Regions from separate parts of the Triticum aestivum genome. Here region 1 is linked to region 2. A link is a contact called in public Hi-C data. All regions are on one chromosome and are shown on one strand. The core of a region is the stretch at or near the end of the contact, and the rest is flanking DNA. Distances in the headings are between cores, read along the strand shown.

Region 1 (5,227 bases), core at 2,537-5,036, 480 kb before region 2:
AAAATAACGAATGCCATCTTGAAACAATCTTTCTCTAAATTACTAGAACAATGCTCAGACAAAGGACGAGTGAGGTTGGATTCAGCAGCTTTTAGAACTTGATTTCCCTTCTTTGGCATTCCAAGAATAGAACGTAGGAACTGTATAGTCGTTTCTGAGCATTGGCCATCCGGCCCAAGAATATTTTTGGGCCCACATGGCACACCAAATACTTTGTGAACATCTCCAGGCCAGAAACGAAGCCTTTTAGTGGCATTTAGGTGTACAGACATGGAAGGCCCATCAAGACGACTCATCCACCACTTGCTAAAACGTAGATTAAGTCGGGCGAGTGCTGGGAGTTTAAGAATCCCTCCCCAACCAATTTCATTAACAAGAAATCTTTTGTACTCGTTGAAAGACGAAACAATAGAAACAACTTTTGTTACGGACGTGCGTGAAGTTGGTGCTAAACCTCCCGGATGAGAATCTGAGCTGTCATCGAGTTGGTCAGCTGCATCTAGCACCTCTTCGATCAAGCGTGATGAACTAGGGCGTGAATATGACATCTTGGAACATGAAAAAATTGATAAAGTAGTTAGTTTTCTCCTTTTAGGGATGAAATAAGATGCAACCGATGGGAAAGCATGTACGCTTGTTTGAGACATACCTTGGTTAAATGATGAAGATACGGAATCTTTAGATAAAAGCAGGTCTTGCTATGCGTGGTGAAGCCTATGGCGTGGGTGGACGGATTGGGTGTCTGGTTGGGATGGAATACATTTGTGCAGATATGTGTAGGGGGGTTTATAATTGGAGGAAGCAAGCGTGTTGGGACAGCCGGTGGACGATATTGATGGTTGCACAGGAGCATTTATGCCTGTTGAAGCAGCCTTTTGGGCAGGGAATGTTGACTTTGGGGGGAGAGGTTATTTATTGAGAGATGGTACAATGTGGTGTGGGATGGACGTAAATAATGAACAATAATGACAGAGGTAATGGAGAAGGTGGATAACTAAAAATTCATACATCATAAATCTGATTACGAATGCGTGAAAGGGGTACTAGTTCTGATACATGATTACAACATCTAATCATAAGGTGGATTAAAATAAAAAATAGAATTTGCAAGTGGATGGTAGCTGGTTACAGACAATACAGATAAACAAATTTATTCAATAAAGAGCGGCTTGAACTTGATGGACATGCACTAGTCGGGAGAGCTCCCGCCGGCTTCATGCGACCTTGCAGCATACAAAGAGCAGAGCGAGCAGATTGACCAGAAGGAGAACGAAGATGATGCGGTGGAATTTCCTGTCTTCGCGGGAAGGGACGGTGAACAGCCTCGGCCACTTGGCTCATATGATGTTGATGTAGTTCTCTTCCCATTTCCAAAAGTTGCATTTGTGAGTCTGGCAAAATCGGAAGAAAAAAGGAAGATGGTTACAGGATAGAACAGGATAGTACAGAGATAGTGGAAAAAGAATTAGGACATACCCACTCGTGCTCGCACTTGTAAAAGTGCTTGCCTGGATTGTTTGACGTGCGAGAGACCCACCACTAAACCATACCATTGTTGCAGAAAGGGCAGATCATGAGTGGAAGTGGTGGCTGCTCCTCAAGAGAAACAAGGGGGGAGCTGGAGCTTGACATGGGATGGGTTGAGCTAGACATGGCAATGAGAACCATGTACAAGGGAGGAAGCTGTTCTGAATGGGTGGTATGAAATGTTCTTGACGGTATGATATGGAGTAGTGAGGAAGCTGCTAGCTGCAAGCATTTTATATCTGACGAGAGGAGGGAGATGACCGTTGTAGCTTTGGATTGAGTCGATGACCGTTGTAGCTTTGGATTGAGCCGTTGCAGGAGATTGTGAAGCGTGAGCATTAAATCCAGATGGGTGGTTGGGAGTTGGCGGGCGAGTGGGGAGAAGGACAAGATGATGTGAAATTGCCTGGACAAAGGAGAAAGCGCATTGCACTGTTCAGTTTATATACCGTACTTTAGAAATGAATAGTACACGTTAAATGATGTGAATACGGCGGAGCTAATATAGTGAGTGCGAATACCAATGCCGGTGGATGGGATGGATTACAGTGGGGGGAGTCGCCGAGAGCTCCTAGGCATTTTCACAACAATGACAAGCTATGCAATAGAATAGGAGCATTGAAATCAATAACAGTAGCAAACCTAATGCAAGAATAAGGGAGAAGAGAGTGGGCGATATATGGTTGATCAAAGGGGGGATTGCCGGGTTGCTCTGGCAAGGAAAGACGGGTCATCGTTGATATAGTCGTACTCAGTGGCATCAGCACCGGTCTCAGGGTCTACCAGAGAAGAGGGGGAAGAAACAGTAAATACGGAGCAAACAAGGCATCGCAAAATATAACAAGGCAATACGCGGTGCCAGGGATGATCTAACGCAGGGATAGGTGATACCGGCGAAGGAGGGAAACATCCGGGAAAGTATTCCTGATATTCGGCATTTTCGGACAGACGAACAGAAGGGGGATGGTTGCATGTTCGTGGCATTTCGGATTCTTCATATTTTTCTGAGCAACTTTCATATATAAATTATTTCGATCTAAGCTACGGTTTATTTTATATGATTTTCTAAAGTTTTAATCATTTTATGAATTTATTTTAATTCAAAAATAAGACAATAAAATACTTTTGTTACATAGTGCTACCTAGCCCATGTGTATGACAACGGGACCCAGGGGGCTGGTCAACACAGTCAAAATGACTGGTCAAAACTAGAGGTGGTGGCCCACTTGTCATTGGCACAAAAATTAAACTAGTGTAGAATTAAAGTGAGGTACATGTCATTGGGCCAACCAAGTTTACCTAACACTAAACAAATCGATGTTGGCAGGCTGCAAGCACGCACATGAGCATGCAAGGCATGCGTAGGAGCGCCGGATGCTTTGTGTGCACGCATGTCTGGCCGGCTATGGCCGAAGTGCAGCACAACAAGCACGCGTAGAAGGCCGTGGGCCGGCAAGCAGCGGCGAGTGCGGCTGGGCGCCGCAGCAGCATCAGTTAAAATAGCAGTCGAGCCGCAAGGCAGCAGCAACAGGCAGGGAAAGGAGCAGACTAGCAGCTCAGCAGCTAGCAAAAGCAATAGATAGCAGTGGCAGCCGCATGAGGAGCAGCCAACAACGGCAACAGTAGCAAGAAGTAGCAGTAGGAAGCAGGCAACAGCAGCAGCGACAAAGTAGTAGGCATGGCGTGCAGGGAGCGTGGTCGGGCGCCGTTGGTCGTGGCCGTGGGCGTGAGGCGGAGGTGGGCTTGGTCAGGAGGGGGCGCGAGGCTGAGTCGGGCAGCACGGCAGGCCGCAGTGGGCGGCTGCAATAGGGCAACAGATGTTGTGGCGGTTGGCAGGGGCGCCGACGACGAACCCTGGCGGCGGCGGAGATCAGACTAGATCGGGCGTGCCTCTACGGGACACGAGGAAGAGAGGGGAGAGGTCGCGAGGGACCGGGGGCTCATAGAGAGTGTCGCAGGCGTCTCGGTGAGGCCGAAGGTGGGCGAGGTCAGCGGATCGACCGATGAAGTGTGGCGGCCGTGGCGGAGTGGAAGGCGATGGATCCGGCACCGTGAGGGCTCTCCGGCTTGGCCTGGTGGGCAAAGAAGAAGCGGCGGCCTCCGGTGGTGCTCCTGGCGCAGGCCTAGGCGATGGGGACGACGGTGGGCACGCAGACAACGGTGGCCATGGCTTCGATGTGCTCGGGCAGGGCAGGGAGGGCGAGGGGAGAGATATGGTGGCGCAAGGGAGAAGAGATCTAGGGTTCCAAGATGGGAGAAAGAGAGGCAGGGGGTCTTGTAGGAGAGGGAGGAGGCGTGGATGTCCGACACCTGGCCGGGGCGCCATGGATGGCCTCCACGCCCTCGTGTGAACAGGAGGTGGGAAGAGGGCAGCTGGGCTGGGCCTCCCCAACCACATGGGCCAGAGCACCCAGTAGTTTATGTTTTCTTTATTTTTTGTTTGCTAACTTGTATTTAGTTTTAGGTACTAAACAGTTTTAACTAAATGTGCAAAGTAACACATAAATCCTTGGCAACATCTTGGGCTAGCCAACAAGTTAAAATAATTTTGACTTGTTTACATATTTATTTAAATTGAGATGGTTCAGTTAAAAGCTTTATGGGTCAGTTACAAATAGCTTAGGGGCATTTTATCATTCTGAAAAATGTTGATCCTTTCATGAAAAATTGTTAGTGAAAATTTGCAACCCAACCCACATTTTTGTTTTGCCATTTGAAAACTTTAATTATTTTGACTTTAATTTAAATTTGAATTTGAATCAGGTTTGGATCAAAGTGAGGTTTAGAAAATTAATTGTGATGGCTTGGCACATTAGGGTGAGGTTACTGTAGATTAATTTAATTATCAGGGTGTTACAAATCTCCTCCACTACAAGAAATCTCGTCCCGAGATTTAGGAGCGGGAGTAAGGGGGAATGGATTTGGTTACGAAATTCTAACGGGTCTTCTCAAAGAGATCGATCCATTACATTGACGTCTTCATTCCTCTGTTTTAGGCCATCATGACGAAGTCGACATCCTTTCTTTGGGAACTCTATCGTACTTACACAAGAATAAAGGATGGGTATTTTGGGAGAACGAACCTCTGCAAGGTTGTCTATCTGGTCGATAACATCGGTGAAGGTGGCAGAAAGTAACTCTCGAAATGAAACTTAAGAAAATATCGAGAGCAAAGTAAGGAGGTCATGGGAAGTTTCAAGCAGGCGGGGAAATGTTCGATGCCTGAAAAAGAGTGTGGAAGGGGTTCAAAGCATCAAGATTAAGTATTGCATCTGATACCGGAACAGATCACTAGGAAGGTGCCTCATGAATCACATATGAAGCCAAGTTCTCGTCCATCGGTGGTTATCGGTATGTCATCAACAATAGTAACAGGGTCTTACTGACAGAACTGTACACCGAGGTGTTTACATAAGCAGGAGAATATTACTGCTTAGATCATATAGACCTCAAGAAAGTTTAAACCAAACAATGGAAAGGATAATATGATTATCAAATTAAACAGAACAATGGAAAGGAAAATGTGTTTAAACACGTATTTCAGGGGTATATCCTTCCCAAGGAGAAGCAGACCATGATATCCATGACAAGATATAACATAGAAAACCCTTTAGGAAAGGGGAGAGAAATTTCATGGCATTACCAATACAACGGTGTTCAGATAATTAACAAAGATTTTTTTAGCATTGTGCTTCAAATG
Region 2 (5,282 bases), core at 307-2,806:
AATCACCGCCATCGGCTCCAGCACGCCGCCGCCCTCTGGCTTTGGGACGACCACATCGCCTGCGGCCGACAAGGCGTGCTACACGTCGAGGCCCTTCCACTGGATGTGTTCGTACTCGCGGACTGAATCCTCGAGCACCTTCTTCATGAGCTCCCACTCTTGGGCGCTTAGGGCCGGTGGCGGCGGCGGGACGGCGAGCGCGTACCTGTGGCCTCGGTGGGCTCGGAGCACGGGCGCCAAAGAAAGTTTGCCGCTGCACGTCATGCTTGTCCCGGAACCACGTGACCCACATCGGGGACTTGACGGTGAACTTGGGGTCATGAAGAAGGTCTGGATGCAGCTGCGCTCGTCGGCGGTTGATCTCAAGTGGACGGGCACGGCCGCTCGTCGGGATGGCCGCCACAGACACCCGATCAAGGCTGAGATGCCACCCATTTGGCACATGCGTGTCGGGCCATGGGAGCTAGGTGGCCGTGTCCCCGTGGCGTTGGCACACCTCCACCTTCACGTATGGCCTCTACCGCGGCGCGACGATGGGCGGCGAGATAGAGAACCCGCCGGTGCTCCTCGATCCTGATGGGGCAGAATAAGAGCCGGCTTGAACGTCGTGCTTGATGGACGCCCCCGGGATCCACTTCCATATCCCCATCATGGCCGGTGGCCCAGTCTAGGTCTTGTCAGACGCGTGAGGGCAAAGAAGTGTGTGGAAGTGCACTAATCGGTCCATGGGGTAGACATTAAAAGGACGCGTGAGGGCGGACATGTGGGCCCCATCCACGAGTTTGGGGTGGAAGGTGGTTAGTCGGTTGCCACGCGGGACTGAGGTCAAACACCGAGAGGACAAGCGCTCGTCCGTCGAGTGTCCGCTTGAACAAAATCAACCTAAATTTGGGTCAGAAATAAGTCCAAATGGACAAGCGCCGGGCAGATTTTACATTCAATTCACGCATTGGGCCATGTTATTTATTTGTCTCGAGCCAAATGAACAGAGGCGGACTAAATGCGGTCTTAAGTTGGCGTGAGATGAGTGAGAAGACTAGCCACAATGAAGAGTAACATACTAACATACACATTTCCCTGGACTATATTACTACCTTCATAGTGAGTAGTAATATAAGTATGGTAAAATGCAAAGCCTTATTTATTAGGTCATAGACTCATATTGCATTAGGACATGTGATGTTATAGTAACTAGCTAAATTATTCAAAGTACACCTCTCTTCATTAACGTATTGCCCATAAACAAATTTGTTAAGTTGAACTTAATGTTAGTGCCAAAGTTACTCCAGCTAGTCGAAGAGAACGGACGAGTTCGGTTCCAACCTGGTGCCTGCGATGCGACTGCATCCGCCCGAGATGCGAGCGAACGCACACCCCCACGCGCGACCCGGGCCCACCACCCCTTTCATCGGGTTACGCAGCAAGCGGACCCACAGCCGGGTTCCACAAGGCAGGGGCATATAACGTGGTTGGGGCTATACGGTTTGGTCCGCGTAGCCGGAGGCTGTTGGGCCTGGCCCCCGGTGGGTTATAAATAAGCCTCCACCCATCGCCTCTTCCCTCACATCTGGACCTCACACCCACCCCCTCTCTCCTCTCTCTCTCTCGTCGAGAAGAAAGAAAGGAAGCGAAAGCTCTAGTAGTCTCGTCACCTGCACACAGACCGCTCGTGAGGCGAGAGAGGGGCCGAGTCCGAGGCCACCAAACCAAAAAGGAAAAGAATTCTTTTCTTGGAGAAGAACACGCACGCATACGCATCGAGGAGGGAGGCGGGGGCATACAGGAGAGGGTGGAAGGGAACCCTAGTCAAACAGAGACGGATCTGCCCTCCACCGCCGACGCCGACGCCGACAACGATCGCCTGGTACGGAGATCCCCGCCAACTCACGACTCTTCCTGCTTGCCTGCTACGAACCCTAGGACCCGCCGTCACGCGGTTTCGATACGAATTGAACGGGGCGGCGGTCGAATGACGAAACCCTAGGATGGGATGGATGCGCGTGGGTGGGACGAGCCTTTTTTTCCTCCCATCTCTCTCCAAGTTAGGCAGGCGGGGCATGGGCTGCTGCCTAATTCGGACATTAACTGTGCGATGTGAGTTTGCCGAATCTCGAAACGGAATGGGGATCAGGGTACGGGGGATTCGCCAAATCTAGCGACGGCTTCCAAGGGACGTTTATGGAATTTGGAAAAATTTCCATGGGATTTCCTGATTTAAGACGGGGCGATAAATACCCTATCCTGGTAGATCGAGCAAACAGAAGCAGGCTATGCCATGCTAGTGGTAGCAATGAATGGAAGAGGGTACACGATCTTTATTTGTGCTGCCGTATATTAACTTTCCTCTTGCTAATTGATTTCTAGCACTCGACATAGGGGTTTGGAGGTACATTGTTTACCCCCACCATTAGTTGCTCTTGCTTCTTCAGTTTTTATTAGTTCATCATCTGTTTAGTCAAATAATAGAGGGCACGTGTTAGATTCATTTGCTTTTTGTTTGAATAGTGGATTGTTCATCTAATTTGTACAGTTGCTACGCTGTAGTTAATTGTCAACCTAGTTTTTGACTTTTTGGTGAGTAGAATTGGCAGATTTGTTACACTGCTACTGGAACATCATGTTTTGTTGGTTGTTAGTTAGAACCCATTGTTTCTTAGATGACATGTATGATTTTGTACTGATTTGGGTGGGATTTTGTCGTATGCGTACTTCTTCTGTTGTAACATTTAATTCAGAGTATAATGGCATCTACAACGCCAGGTGCTAGAGGCTGGTGCTAGGATTGATTTCCTGCCTGTTTAGTGGTTGTGCTCTGTTAAATCCTGGTGTTCTAAGTAGCATCGACGCAAAAGCATGCACCAAGCGCTTGGCTCGTTTCTTTTCCGCACGAAGTGCCTAGTTGCGTAATTAGCGCATATAAATCAGCGTCTGCCGTTGAAAGGTAAGGCGGTGCGTTTTAAAGTTTATGATATTTATTTATTCCCCCTAAGTGTCTGTCCAGGCGTCTAGCATTGTAGATGCTGTAAGTGAATCATAGTTGCGCCTTGGTCAATTTTGTAATAAAGGGATATTTTTGTAGTCTGTAAATTAAATTCCTCCTTGGGTAACTTTTAATAATAGTTAATACTTAACCTTCTGACTTCATTGGAGGCACACATCCTCTATTCTGTTTGAAGTGGACTTTTGAATATCAAGTTTGATATTCCTGTAACATTGTAGTAGTCATCAAGCTATTTATGTCAGATAGAAGGTTTGGAGAGTCATTTGTGCTACTGGTTAACTGTTAGGAGTTGGATAGATTTTTTGGATTTGTTGGATGCCTTTAGCTGAAGGCACTCCTGTTGTAAATAGCTTTAATTTAGGGTTGTCTTTAAATCATTGCTGCCCAAAGGGGTCATTTACCATTTATAGGCATGTGCTTATTTTAGTTGATGTTCTATTCAGACTAGCTCTGGATCATTTTCCCATTTGAAACTTTTGGTCAAGTTTGTAGACCTCTACTTTAGTGATGATATAATTTGGAGTAGCTGTGAATCAATATTGGTGTTTATTCATCGGTTGTCTAACTGGGTGTGTGCCTTTTGGTTTGAGTGGCATGAAGAGAACATTTGTTGGTTGTAGCGATTGTGTTTTTCTTTTTGAAAGATAACGTGTTTGTCCATCGGAGCAGGGGACAACTTGCCATTTCTGCAAAACTAGAAGAAGCCCATCACTAATAAAACATTTGAGTGCTCAATGGATAAAATGCCGAATCTTCATAGAGGAATCAAGCCAGGGTTGGAGAAGAAGCGGAATATAAAGAGGAGCAGAGACGCATGGGTAAGTAGAGAAGCAGGGGCATGGTAAGAGGAAGAACGGGGCTTGGGGTGGCGGTGGCTCGGAAGCTGAAGGGAGCAGAAGGTGGATGAGAATAAGAGGAACTGGGGAATAATGATGAATGCGAGAGGGTGGAGGAGAAGCTCAGGTAGGAGGCAGTGATGCCAGAGGCTGAAACATTTGTAGGTGGTGGTGAAGCAGGAGGGAGGAGATGGTGGCGGATTATAAGAGCTTACCTGCAGTTTAGAATACAGTCGTAATTCAGGATTAGGGTTGAAATTATTACTGGATTAGACCCTAGGGCTTATGCGGAGTTGGTGAGACCTCTTGCAGTGCATAGGTACTTTAGATGAGGTGCTAAGTGCATGAAAGGGCTTATAGCAACTAAACTCTCCAATGCATAGGTGCTTTGTTTCTTGTTGCTAAGCTCTCTTCATTTAATGAGTTGTAGACTGTAAATTGTGTTTTCATCTAGGTGCGCGCCCCTAGCATCGTTTCTTTGTGGGCTCATCAAACTCCTCTCTCCTCTTAATTACCTTGCCACAACAGATTTTTTGCATACTTGGGGAGCCTTTGCCCCGGTACAAGGTGGAGCACTGGGAAGGGCCTCGAAGTTTTAGGCTCATTTATTGAGCTATACTCTCTCTCTCTCTCTCTCTCTCTCTCTCCTACAGCCATTAATGTATCATCTGTTTGATAGGGAACCCCTTTTTAGTTTGGAAGAAATTGATACTAGTCTTGCTACAAGCTTTTATTGTTTTTTTGTCTGTGGTAATTTGTTAAATATTGCTGTACTTCATGTTGAAATCCAATCCGTTTGCTTTTGAGTTGATAGTATAGATGCCCTGTCCCAAACATAATGGTGTGTATGACAATGTTTACCTTTAGGTAGTTATGCACCATCTGCTTGATATGTTCCACATACTTATTTACGTTGTCTGTAAAGGGTCTGTCTGGATGTGGAGATCCTGAATTCCTAGAATCCAGTTTCTTGAGATGGATATGAAGTGGGCAACAAGAGGACGAAGGGGGCTGGGTCTGAACATGACAGGAATGCAGCGAAGAATCGTATTCAGGTCGCATAACCTGATCAAGATTTGTCTTTTCTGTAGTACCGTACAATGAGGGTTCTGCTGTAACTGTTCACTTCCTTGTTCAGCTCTGCTTCCGCCTCTTGTTGATGGGCTATCTCAGTAATGGAATGAAGCATCCAGGCACCCCTTGAACACCCTGTTTATCATTGTATATTACTAACATATTACGCTGGTTGTTGCAGATTTCTTGCTATACAGAAGGTCAATAATAGTTCTCTTCCAGTAGGTGCTATTGCCCTGGAAGATTGTTACTGAATCCACCAGTTAAACATTCAAGTTATATGCATTTACACATGACATGGGGTCTCGTGGAAGGATGTTATTTGACCTCAATGAGCTCCCAACAGAAGCTGATGAAGAAGAAGCTGCTGT

Evidence for each region. A called contact is a pair of places that touch in the nucleus more often than the background predicts.
Region 1: a Hi-C map of leaf shows a contact between it and region 2, with 4 times the contacts expected there. The contact joins the promoter of LOC123043344 here to the promoter of LOC123043324 in region 2. A contact is called at or near these places in 2 of 5 Hi-C or Micro-C datasets (both in leaf).

The regions. Positions count from the first base shown.
Region 1 is chr1A:210,795,651-210,800,877 of IWGSC CS RefSeq v2.1, reverse strand. It overlaps LOC123043344, which reads right to left and starts at 3,786. Exons shown (of 11, transcript XM_044465765.1): 1 at 1,477-3,786; 2 at 650-1,391; 3 at 1-548. The coding sequence starts at 853.
Region 2 is chr1A:210,316,433-210,321,714 of IWGSC CS RefSeq v2.1, reverse strand. LOC123043324 reads left to right here and starts at 1,556. Exons shown (of 12, transcript XR_006419148.1): 1 at 1,556-1,864; 2 at 4,763-4,892; 3 at 4,976-5,282.